Linked DNA regions of Mus musculus: regions 1, 3 and 4 are each linked to region 2. The links are chromatin contacts, called in public Hi-C, Micro-C and promoter capture Hi-C maps. All regions are on one chromosome and are shown on one strand. Each heading gives the region's core, a stretch centred on a gene start, on an enhancer-like site or on the middle of the called end of the contact. The rest is flanking DNA. Distances are from core to core; before and after follow the strand shown. Region 1 holds the start of Elavl2 (ELAV like RNA binding protein 1). Region 2 holds the start of Mtap (methylthioadenosine phosphorylase). Region 3 holds the start of Acer2 (alkaline ceramidase 2). Region 4 holds the start of Dennd4c (DENN/MADD domain containing 4C).

The links. Promoter capture Hi-C pulls out the DNA fragments that hold promoters and counts their contacts. A called contact is a pair of places that touch in the nucleus more often than the background predicts.
Region 1: a contact with region 2 is called in a Micro-C map of palatal mesenchyme, with 3 times the contacts expected there. The contact joins the promoter of Elavl2 here to the promoter of Mtap in region 2. A contact is called at or near these places in 1 of 484 Hi-C or Micro-C datasets (palatal mesenchyme) and 1 of 115 datasets of contacts at active chromatin or transcription factors (astrocytes).
Region 3: a promoter capture Hi-C map of pre-B cells shows a contact between it and region 2, with 6 times the contacts expected there. The contact joins the promoter of Acer2 here to the promoter of Mtap in region 2. A contact is called at or near these places in 3 of 39 promoter capture datasets (liver and pre-B cells) and 1 of 484 Hi-C or Micro-C datasets (CD4 T cells).
Region 4: a contact with region 2 is called in a Hi-C map of CD8 T cells, with 4 times the contacts expected there. The contact joins the promoter of Dennd4c here to the promoter of Mtap in region 2. A contact is called at or near these places in 2 of 484 Hi-C or Micro-C datasets (CD4 T cells and CD8 T cells).

The regions. Positions count from the first base shown.
Region 1 is chr4:91,375,206-91,378,006 of GRCm38.p6, forward strand. Elavl2 (ELAV like RNA binding protein 1) reads right to left here and starts at 1,291. Exons shown (of 8, transcript NM_001347149.2): 1 at 731-1,291.
Region 2 is chr4:89,135,929-89,138,628 of GRCm38.p6, forward strand. It overlaps Mtap (methylthioadenosine phosphorylase), which reads left to right and starts at 1,442. Exons shown (of 8, transcript NM_024433.2): 1 at 1,442-1,596. The coding sequence starts at 1,564.
Region 3 is chr4:86,873,064-86,875,839 of GRCm38.p6, forward strand. It overlaps Acer2 (alkaline ceramidase 2), which reads left to right and starts at 1,351. Exons shown (of 6, transcript NM_139306.3): 1 at 1,351-1,533. The coding sequence starts at 1,426.
Region 4 is chr4:86,747,154-86,749,859 of GRCm38.p6, forward strand. Dennd4c (DENN/MADD domain containing 4C) reads left to right here and starts at 1,402. Exons shown (of 32, transcript NM_184088.1): 1 at 1,402-1,759. Gm6521 (predicted gene 6521) reads right to left here and starts at 2,251. Exons shown (of 1, transcript NR_168733.1): 1 at 372-2,251.

The DNA.
Region 1 (2,801 bases), core at 41-2,540, 2.2 Mb after region 2:
CGGTATAGGCTCAAAGATTCGGCCCCAAATTGGCAGTCTTCTTTAAAATCTGAATTACAATCATTGGAATCCGTGAATCAGAGTCCTCAATTCTGGCAATGATGAGTTTTGACAGCTTCTAACCTTACCCCAGCCCCAGCCCAGCCCCAGCCCTTAGGCTGTATGTACTTTTTCCAGGCAACTACAACTCGCTGCCTGGTGCAGCATCTAAATTCCATCTGGCAATCCCATCTCCCCGGCACACGCTATCTAGTTAATGCAATTAAGCTGAGGATTTTCCCCACTGGTCTAATCTGCAAGTAAGTCCAGGGCTTCTGATTTCCCCAGTCCTCCGATTCCTTTGCGAAAGTAGAGGCATGCATTCCCCTCCAACATTCAAGTTATCCCTCTCTTCCCACGAAATGAACTTCCAACCTCAACCCCGAAGCTCACTGAACATGTAGCCTCCCATTGTAGCCTGCTGGATCTTGACCACATTTACCACTTAAGTTTCTATCAAGTGACATTTTCGAATATTCAGTACGTTAAGCATGCGTCCACTGTCTTCTAGTCTGGCTCTCAAGAATAAAAAAAATAAAAATAAAAATAAAAAAAAGCAAAGCAGTCGCTTTGAAATGAGGCAAACATGTGCAATTAACTTCACATTCTGTATTCCGCTCACTTACAGGTTTTCTGGGTTTGCCAGCGCATCGCTGCAACTAATGATTAAAGAAACCAAACCGAAACTTACCTTTCTCCCTTAAGGTTTTTGTGTATGTGTATTTTTAAAGTAACGGTGCACTTCTCCCAATAAGGATGAGCAAGAAGCTGCTGGATAGTTCTCTTAAGACAGCACGAAACCTAAACTGTGCTCGGCTTAAAAGAAGCAAATAAAAAGAAATGCTTTCGACCCCAAAGTCCAATGCTAAAAGAAATGATGAAAAAAAATATGAAAGGGGAGGGGAAACTTAAAAAAGAGAGTTTAAAAAGACGGAGAGACTACTCCTATTGCCGTTCAACTAAACAAAAAGGTGCAAGAAAAACAAACCAAGGAACAAAGAAAAGAGACGAAAGAACGTTTTTTCAAAAAGACGATGTCTTTCTCCGTGTTGCTTTTTAGTAGGTCGCTACAGGAGTAAGCTGCTGCATCTCTAAGTGAGAACAGAAATAAGGGGGGAGGACGTCTTAAAAGGGAGGTGGACTGGACCACAGATTTATAGCACCGTATCACCAACCCCTTCTCTGCCTCCGCACTGCCGTGTGTGCAGCTGCTCTGCCAGAGTCCTATCCCGGGCAGCACGCGCGGAAGTATACGCCGAGTTGCGCCACAACGCAACATGCTCATCGCCCCAGGTTTCTGATTGGGCGAGACGCTTCTATTGAGGCCGCCCAGGCGAAGCTCTGCTAGGTGATTGGCTAGGGACTTATGTCACTCTTGAGAGCTCAATGGAGTCCCGTTTCAAGGTAAGTTGTGCCGGGAGGTACACACTTAACACTGGCGGCGAAGGGAAATGCAAGAAGCAAAAAGAGATGGGAGAGAGAGAGAGAGAGCAACGTGGGAGGGAACTGTACTATGAGAGTTTGCGATATTGCACCATCTATTTTCCTCTTAAGTCTTTCTGCTTCCAAAAGATTCGTTTTATTTGCCCTCACGGCTGCATCTTTGGCATGTTTCTTTGTAATAGTAAACTGTCCGGTATGTATGAGTCATCGAGAGCGCCTCTCTTTGATTTGAGAGGGATTTGAACGTACACCCATTACTTGTCCGCATGCCTTTTTTGGTTTGTGTTCCAGTAATCTTTACATCTGTATTAGATATTGGGTAACTGTGTGTATGTTTCTCTATTTTAATATGTCCACCTCTTTCTCTCTCTTTCTCTCTCTCTCTCTCTCTCTCTCTCTCTCTCTCTCCTTTTAGAATAAGAATGAAATAGAAATGGTTTCAACTGAATCTGTACAGTTTGAACTAGCTTTCAATGTATGTCAGGGTTAAAAGGGGGTAGCAAAAACATCGTACTTAACAAAAACAAAAAAACAGGTAATGAATTGAAATAAGGTCCTTCAGTTGGAGGTAAAAAGAGCAGCTACATATAAAATTAAAACAAGCCACTCCTTTGCATTTGCTGGCAATACAGATCTTGAACCTCACAAGGATTGCTGACAGTAAAGATAGTTCAGCCTTTACCAGGTTCTTTTGAGAATTCAAAAGTTTGATCAGTAGACCAAGTGCTGTCTATGTCTTTGCTTTATAGATGAAGATTTCTTTATTCCAACCTCATGTTTGAGTAATATTCAAGAGGCTGAAGTGCAGGTTTATTCATACTTATTTCTTCCGTTAAGTGAAAGTGAGATTACTAAATTTACCTAGATGTATTTACAATGAGAAACAATATCCACCTAACTTAGTTCATTCCCAAGGAATTTTTCAGTTTTGACAGATAGCCTCAACTTCCTAAACAGTACATATATTTCTTACATAATCTCTCTTCTCTCAAAAATTATTTTACTACTATGTTTATTTGCTACTAGTCACTGTCCTTGATAATGTAAGAGAGCAAAGGCAACGGTAGAAATTAAACATTGCAGGAAGATGGAATGTCAGAGGGAAAGAGAAAGATGGTCTGAGAGCAAGTGACTTAGAAGTGGAAAGGAAATTGGTGTTCCTTGAGCGCGTCCTTGAGTTTGATAAATGATTAATGTAAAGAACTGGGGACCTGTTTATCCCCCGTTTAACCTGTGTAACAGTATCTAAGTTATATTATTTTGCATAACAACAACTAGGGTAGGAAAAGTGGGCCTGAATCTATGTGTATAATTACCAT
Region 2 (2,700 bases), core at 192-2,691:
GAAGAAAACAGAATCTCCTTCCTTGGCTCCTTCCCAACCACAGAGAAATTTGTAGCTTTTTCTATATCTCGGGGGACCACCCTTAAGATAGCTGTCACCCAGGGCTGGCGAGATGGCTCAGCTGTTAAGAGTACTGTCTGCTCTTCCAAAGGTCCTGAGTTCAAATCCCAGCAACCACATGGTGGCTTACAACCATCCGTAATGAGATCTGATGCCCTCTTCTAGTGCATCTGACGACAGCTACAGTGTACTTAGATATAGTAATAAATAAACCTTAAAAAATGATAGCTGTCACCCAGGGTTGGAGAGATGGCTCAGGGGTTAAGAGCACTTGTAGAGGTAAATTCGGTTTCCAGAATCTATATCAGGCAGTTCACAGTTGCCTGTTACTCCAGCTTCAGGCTGGGTTCTGGACAAACACACACACACACACACACACACACAAACACAAACACACCTGCAGGTATTTGTGTGTGCATACATATAAATAATGAAATAAACTAAGAAAAAAAAAAAGATAGCTGCTGCCCAGCATTTTGTTTGGCGCAGCTTGTACCATCAAAGGCTATAATGAATTGTCCTAGTAGAGAAGGGATAGGGCCTCTCAGAGAGAGTATCCAGGGGAAAGGTCGCTGGGGTCAGAGTGGGTCTTGCTGGTATTGCATCACAGAGACACAGGTCCTGACCTGAATCCTGCTGTACCGTATGCTGCCCTGGCATAGAAAGTTTTGTTTTAATTTTTGCTTATTTTATTGGAGTGAGGATTGAAGCTAGTGTCTCCTTGGATGCTAGATAAACACTTTAGTGCTGAGCTAAATACCAAGCCCTCTGTTTATTTTTGAGATAGACTCTTAATATTGCTCAAGATGGTCTTGAACTCACTCTGTAACCAAGTAAGACTTTGAACTTGCCATACTGCTTGCTGACCAGACTTCATGAGTGAGTGGGATTACAAATCTGCATCACTAGCCATTGTATAAAGGAATTTTAAAAATGCCCCTTGCTGGTAGCATCAGGCTGGGTGTTGGGGAGGGTCCTGCCTCCTTAAAAGCTCCCCGCCAAACAGAAGCTAAATAAACCAGTTTGTAAATCAGAGCTGTGGGGGGCGGGAATCTCAAGCTAGCACTCTTCAGTTTCCCTCCGCCCTCCCCAAAGCCCAGGAATGCGGCAGGCCCTGATTTTACAGCCCTGGCCACCGGGGCAGCCAAGTCGCCGCAGAACTGGCAGTAATGCGCTACCTCACCATGTTCTTGTGAAACAGTTAAAAGACAAAGTGACAAGCACATCCTAAGTGGCTTTTCTATCTTGATCATAGACTCGCCATCAGGCTGCACAGTAACAACAGAAGCCCCGAGAAGCCGAAAACTCTGCAAGAGGGACGGGAGGCGGGAACCTGATTTGAGGAGGAGGGTGGAGGAGAACAGCCAATCCCGCGCTCCCCGGGAGGAAGAGGAGGAGCCAGAGCCCGTGGGTCCCCGCACTGCTCACTCCCGCGCCACGCCGGCCCCGCAGTCTCCTCCCGGTCCCACGCTGCGGCCCGCTGTGGACTTCCCTGGTGCAGACATGGCCTCGGGCTCCGCCTGCACGGCGGTGAAGGTGAGATCACCCTACAAGCTGTGAATGGGCCAGCCCTGCAGGGTTCCTTCTCGAGCCTCCAGGCTGTGTCCCCAGCCGGAGCGCCCCCCACCCACCGCTCAGCAGGGAGGGGACAGGGCGCGCGGCACCCAGCGCCACCCCGATGTCCCCAGCCTTTGAACTCATCTGCATTCCGGGCCCGAGCGGTGGTAACCGGGGCTCTGATGGGGAGTGGGGTAATAGAAGGGGGAGCGGGATGATGGAGGGGACTGCGCCCCGCTGCCACCCTCTTTTAGTACCACTCCCCCCCAGGCGGGAGCTGGCGCGTGGCTCAGCTCCTGCGGCTGCTGCGTCGGTCCCTCTAGTCTTACGGGACTTAAGCTTCCGCTACTTTGACTAGGCCCACGTGGGAGAGCTGGCACTTGCTCTTTTGCATGCTTCGGCTTCATTTCCCCCTCCAAACTTAGATTTCCTTTTGCTTTGTTTTACCTCGGCAGCGCAGAGCTGAGGGAGCTCTGAGACTTTTTAAATACTGAAACAGAGCGCGGACCGCTCTCAGACTGGAGGCCTCTGTCTTATAAACCGCTTTCCAACCTTGAAAGTTAGAGTTATTTTCTTAGGCCTTAGGTCCCCAGAGATCTGGACACAAGGGACTCTTGTGCGCCGGGAACAGCTGGCCAGATGAGAGCATGAGTTCTGAGAGTTGGAGTGAGCCTCCCTTGGGGAGTTTTAAACACATCCTGATTGATGGGTAGAGAGTGGAATAACGGAGCCCAGGAAACACTGGTGTTTAAGTCCTTTCTAGGCTGTTTATTATTAGCCAAGAACGCAGTTAATTTGATTCAGTTTAGGAATTTCTGACCCATGCTACAGGAAGTGCACAGTTTTCTTCAGGCATCCTTTTGATTGCCTGCAGTGCCGTTTGATGCCCTTGCAAGAGGCCCATCTCTGCATTTAGCCTTCAGCGTGCCAGGGCATTGTATACTGGGGCCCTGCAGGGCTTCATGAACCACTCAGGGTGAGGTTGCTGCATTCGGTCATAGGGGCCAACTTTTTCTTTTCTCCATTTTGAAAAGGATTATTTACATTTATAGAAAGCCATGGTTCCAGTCAGCAGGAACGGGG
Region 3 (2,776 bases), core at 101-2,600, 2.3 Mb before region 2:
CAAGAAACATTTTGATCACGTGGACCACAAATTCAGAAAATTGCCATACACAGTAACTGTTTTATATCATATTGGATAGATAGATAATGGATAGTTTTTCTTTCCAGGATTACAAGCTTGTGCCACTACACCCAGCTTATTTTTGCCTAAGCTATCGGGAGGAGAAAAATATGATCACATGAGAAAGCAGTTCTGCTGGACCAGCTGGTGTTGAATATACAACAGTGGGGGAGCCATTACTGTGCAGGGAGCCCTTATAGTGCATTTTTCGTTTGTGGCTCTGGCCTGCTCACTCCTGCTAGCCTGTAACTGACCCTAGAAGGAGGTCACAGTCTATGTTCTTCTTCTTGGGTTCCAGAAGACCTTCAGTAGAACCGGCTCTAGAGAAGGGAGAGGGGACAGAAGGTGGGATAATGAGGTCACAGGAGTGGTTTGGCCTGTAAGGAATAAAGCTGGATTTCGTAAACAGGAGGTGGAGACTGGCAGCTTCTGCCAGCCGTGGAGACAATGGCTGTGTGGGTGTCTGAGGAAGAGAAAGGTAGAAAGGTTAACAGAACCCGCTACCCAGGATGCCACCGGGGACACCTAATGAGTGACATATGAACGAACACTCTCTCAACAGTGCCCAGCTCATAATACTATATGTACTATATACAACTATGTATGTATTACGTTCTGTACTTGTGTGTTCTTACCTGCATCTTCTGTGGGTTGGGATGGCCGAAGGTTTCCCCAAGTCTTATGTTACCCATAAATGACTAAACATTCAGTACTACAGAAATGCTCTCCTGGTGTGGGTGGCCCAGGATGCTTGGCAGGGTCCAGAGAACCTGTTGCTACAGCCTTGAGAATCTTTTTATCCTAGCCAGCAACGAATTGGGTCTGGTAAAGCTGTTCTGCCTTCAAGAGGAACAAGAATATTCCTTAGGCGTGAGAATTGGTGTCCCTAGTGCAGTGAAGAAAATTGCTGCGAACTACCCCGGAGTCCAAAGAGGTCCGGGTCTCTGTGCGTTTTTCCGTACTTTACATTTTTACAAAGGGTAGGGGCCGTTTTGGCGTTCTTTACACAACCTGGACGCACGCGGACAAGAGCGACTCCGAAGACCTTTGCCACCAACCACGGTGGAACCGGAGAGTCCCGACTTCCACCCCAGCCCCGGTCCTACCCTTGGGGGTTCCCCAAGCCTGTCAGGTCCCGCCCCGGGTGGGCGTGGCCGCCGTGCTCCGGGACTCCGGGGGGCGGGGCTGGGGCGTGAGTGTCCCGGCGGTGGCAGGCGGGCACAGCCCGGCTTGGGAGGGCCGCGGGGAGGCGCCGTATCCGGAGGCTGTCCCGCACCGCATAAAGCCACAGACGCACAGTGTGCCTCGCAGCCGCTCGGGCCGGTCGCCGCTGCAGAGAAGCTGCTCCGATGCTCCAGAGCGGCCATGGGCGCCCCGCACTGGTGGGACCACCTGCGGGCTGGCAGTTCGGAGGTGGATTGGTGCGAGGACAACTACACTATCGTGCCTGCCATTGCCGAGTTCTACAACACGGTGCGGGACGCGGGGAGCGGCGGGGCAGGTGGGCGGAGGGAGGGAGCTATCCCCGTGTCTGTGGCGCCTGGAAGCAACCGTGGACGTCCGTGGCAGATTCACTCCACGCCCCCTTCTCCGGGCGCTTCTTCCAGCTCCATTTCTGCACTCCTCTCCGGTCCCTTTCCAGAGCTCCTCCAGCTCTTCCTGTCATTTTCTTCTTTATGGCTCTATTGTCTTGTTTGGCTCCTGTGCTCCGGGATCCAAGGGTCCGCATCAACCCATTTTTTCCAGTTTGGGTCATTTAGGGACGTGAGCTCACAGGGGCAGCTCCCTTTTTTCTGCCTAGGATCTTTGTGGCGTGACGCACCTGGGTCTCATTGTGCGTTTTTTTTTTTTTTTTTTTTTTTTTTTCCTCTGAGTACCTGTTTTGGGCTCCCTAGGAAAGGGGAGCCCTGGACATGTCCAGGGCTGGGTCCACTCTCACAAATCGGCAAGTCCTTTTCACTAAACTATGACAATGTTGATCTAATTATTTTCGTCCAGAATCAAGTAACTTCCTATGAGTTCTTTTTCTTGTTGCTTTTAGAGTCCAGTTTTGAGCCAGCTCCTAGTGGTGACTGTGAAGTCTAGGAGTGATAGCTGTGGGTTTTCTGGACTTGCCTAGGTCCCTAGATATGGACAAGCAGAAATTTACAGAATTCCTGGGATTTTGTTCTTTGCGAGAGGGAAGGATTGTCCCTAGGAGAGGAAATGTTTCTGCTTTTTCCCCCTGAACCCATCCATCCCTCAGGACTCTGGTATCCAATGTGACTTTGCATGGTCATTTTTCTGGCTTATCTTTTTTTGCTGTTCAAACAGAGAAAACAGGAACTCTTTGAGTCATTGTGAGTTTGAGATTGCTATTTAGGATTTTTTTTTTCCCCTTTCGGATTTCTGGAAAGAATGTTCTCAGCAAGAATCAAGCATTATTGCCTGGATAGACCCCTAGTCCCTTTTATGCCCCTGTCCTTTACTTTTGATCCCCCAACTCCCGTTTTTGTTCGTATTACTAGGCTATTGAGCAGTGAGCTGTCATGCCCATGTGCTGCTATGTCTGCGACTGACCCAGAATTCTCCACCGTGCCTTATCCAGGGCTTTTCCTCCACACCCACTTCTTAGTTGCTCAATGAAACCAGACCTTTGACATTCAGAGACATAGGGAAAGATCTAGTTAGTGAAAGTGGCCACATGTTCCCTATTATCCAACCTGGTGGGGTATTT
Region 4 (2,706 bases), core at 152-2,651, 2.4 Mb before region 2:
ATAATTTAATGAACTTTTTGTTTTTCGAGACAAGGTTTTTTTTTTTCTGTATAGATAGCCCTGGCTGTCTTGGAACTCACTCTGTAGACCAGGCTGGCCTCGAACTCAGAAAATGCCTGCCTCTGCCTCCCAAGTGCTGAGATTAAAGGAATGCGCCACCACTGCTCGGCTTAATGAAATTTTTAACAGCATACAAAGAAAAGGGTTTCACTAAGACATGCTCAAAAACATCAGTCACTTTTGTTCTACTCCCCCCCCCCCCAGCCACCCCTGCCGCCTAATCTGTCTTTTGCCAAGAGGAAAAAAGTTGTAACTTATTTTAAGCTATTTGTTCCTTGAAAAATTGATACCCTAAAAAAATTGTCACCAAGTGGTAGCACAAGTCTTTAATTCCAGCAATGGAGGGTGAGTGTTTAAGGCCAGCCTGATTTACAAATAAGACTTGCAGGAAATGCCAGGGCTAAATAGTGAGACCCTACACACCACCTTACCTTCTGCCAAACAAACAAAACAAATTAAAATATTTTGTCAAAATTTCATTACAGTGAAGACTCTCCAATTCCGTCCTTCAGTACCTGCAGAACTGAAAATTGGGTGCTAAAGAGATTATTATTTCAGAGTACTTGCTGCTCTCTTTAGGACCAGAGTCAAATCCTCAGCACTCTGTCCTGAGGCTCACAACCATCAGCTTCAGAATGTTTACCTCGAGATCTAGGTTACCTTTGAGAGGCAGCAAATTACGATTATCTAAACTAAAGAGTTACTCGTTTGGCGTTATCAAAATCTGGATAGAAGTAGAGAAAGACAACGCAGCTAAGGTCTCTCAGAGGTCTTTGGATGGCTTAGAGAAGGGCAGCCCTCCAGTGTCACTCAGACTTTGGGGTCACACAATTATGGGTGGAACTTCCAGCCTCTACTAAAGAGAAACTGCAAGTCTCTCTAGGCTTTTTTTTTTCTTTCATTGACCTTGAGCTATTCTAAGTCACTTTCTCATTCTCTGAAAACCTGAGCCTGGAGAGGCGGTAGTCACCTGCCACAGGCAACCGCAACAAAACAAAACAAAACAAAACAAAACAAAACAAAACAAAACAAAACAAAACAAAACAAAACAAAACACCGCAGAACAAACAGAAAGGTTACAACTAGCGCCAGGAGAGCTGGAGGACTCTCGCTTCGGCGTCGGGATTCTAAGGAGCGCCCCGAGGTCCGCCAGAATTCTGCCAGGAGGAGGGCGCTCGCGGGGCGGGGCACAAGCGCAGAGGCGTGGCCTGAGCCTGAGGCTTGGTAGGAGTCTGGGGGCGTGGGTCAACCTCTGGGTGGAGCCCAACCACAGGGGCGTGGCTCTAGCGGGGCGGGTCCGACCTCGGACCCCACCCCCCGCGTCCTTTCTACCGCCCCCGCAGAAGGAAAGGGAGAGGGACGGAGGGAGGGAAAGTGGTGTTCTGTGGAAAAGAGCGGAAGGAAGGGAAGGCAAAAAAGAATAGGGAACAGAAACATGGCGGTCTGTGGTCCGGACAGTCTCGCCCCGGGCAGTGCCTAGACGTCGGTCCTCCCGCAGCGCCCGCGGCCCGCGAGCCCTTCGGTCGGCAGTTGCCCTCGCTGCAGGCTGTCCCCTGGAGACCCGGCCGCGCGGAGGCGCAGGCGCAGAGGGGCCCCGGAGTCCCGGCCCTGCCAGCGGAGGGTGCCCAGGCCGCGTAGCCGGCGCTTTCTCACCCCAGGAAGCTCCGGTGTCGGACAGTCGCCGACTGGGCCGGCGCAGGTGAGTCCGCACCGCTGCCCTGCCCGATTCCTCCCGCTCCGCCAGGCCGCTCAGGTAGCGTGCGGGACCGCGCGGGAGGAGGGGAGCGGCCGGCTGGCCTAGTCGCTGAGTGAGTGGGCGGGAGGTCCCCGGAGCCCGCGGGCTGCCGTTCGGAGAGGCTGCGGCCGGAGGGCCTCGAGAGGATCGACTCGGTGCAGGGACCGGGCCTGGCCTCTGCCGCCGGGGTGAGGCGGGAACCAGGCTCTCCGGCCCTGGCCCGGCCGGCGGGGTGCTGAGCGGTGGCAGCTGGGGTGGAGCGTAAGGATCCGTGGACGCTGCGGAGGTGGAGGTACCGGGGTGCAGGCAGGTGCCGCAGGTGAATCCAGGGCATTTCCTCCTCTGCCGGACCGTGGCTGATGTTTAGGGCTGCTTTGTTGGGGATAACTTATAGGAAGGCTCCATTCAGCTCTGGAGTGACTAAACTCAAATAAAGCCAACTAATGAGCCCCTAAGTGCTGACTCTTGTAAGAGCCGTAACTTTAAAGCATTGGAGATGCTGTCACCTCTTCCCCCTCCCCTTTTTGTGATTCGTAGGCCGTTTCCCTCCCGAAGAATGTGCTTGGAGAGAACAAATAAGGAATGACCCAGTTTTTAAAATGCCGCCCCCCCAACCCCCGCTCCCCTTCAAATTTCGTTGGTTTCACACGGGAAAATTTAAGGCAGTTACTGTAGTTACTTGAGCAAATGTGAGAGAAGGCGTCATTCCTGCCTACTGAGAGCACAACTTGCTGTGCGATTTTGTCTAGAGAGGTCATGCACTGTAGTCTGAGCAGTTGACGTACTTAGGCTACTTAATTGTGTGCAAACTCGAGTCCCTAGAAATAGGTCTTGCCGTCTTATCTCCATGCTTCCAAGAAGCAAGCTAGAAAAGATCCTTAGGTGTAGTGTCCTGTTGGCCAGGTTTTCAG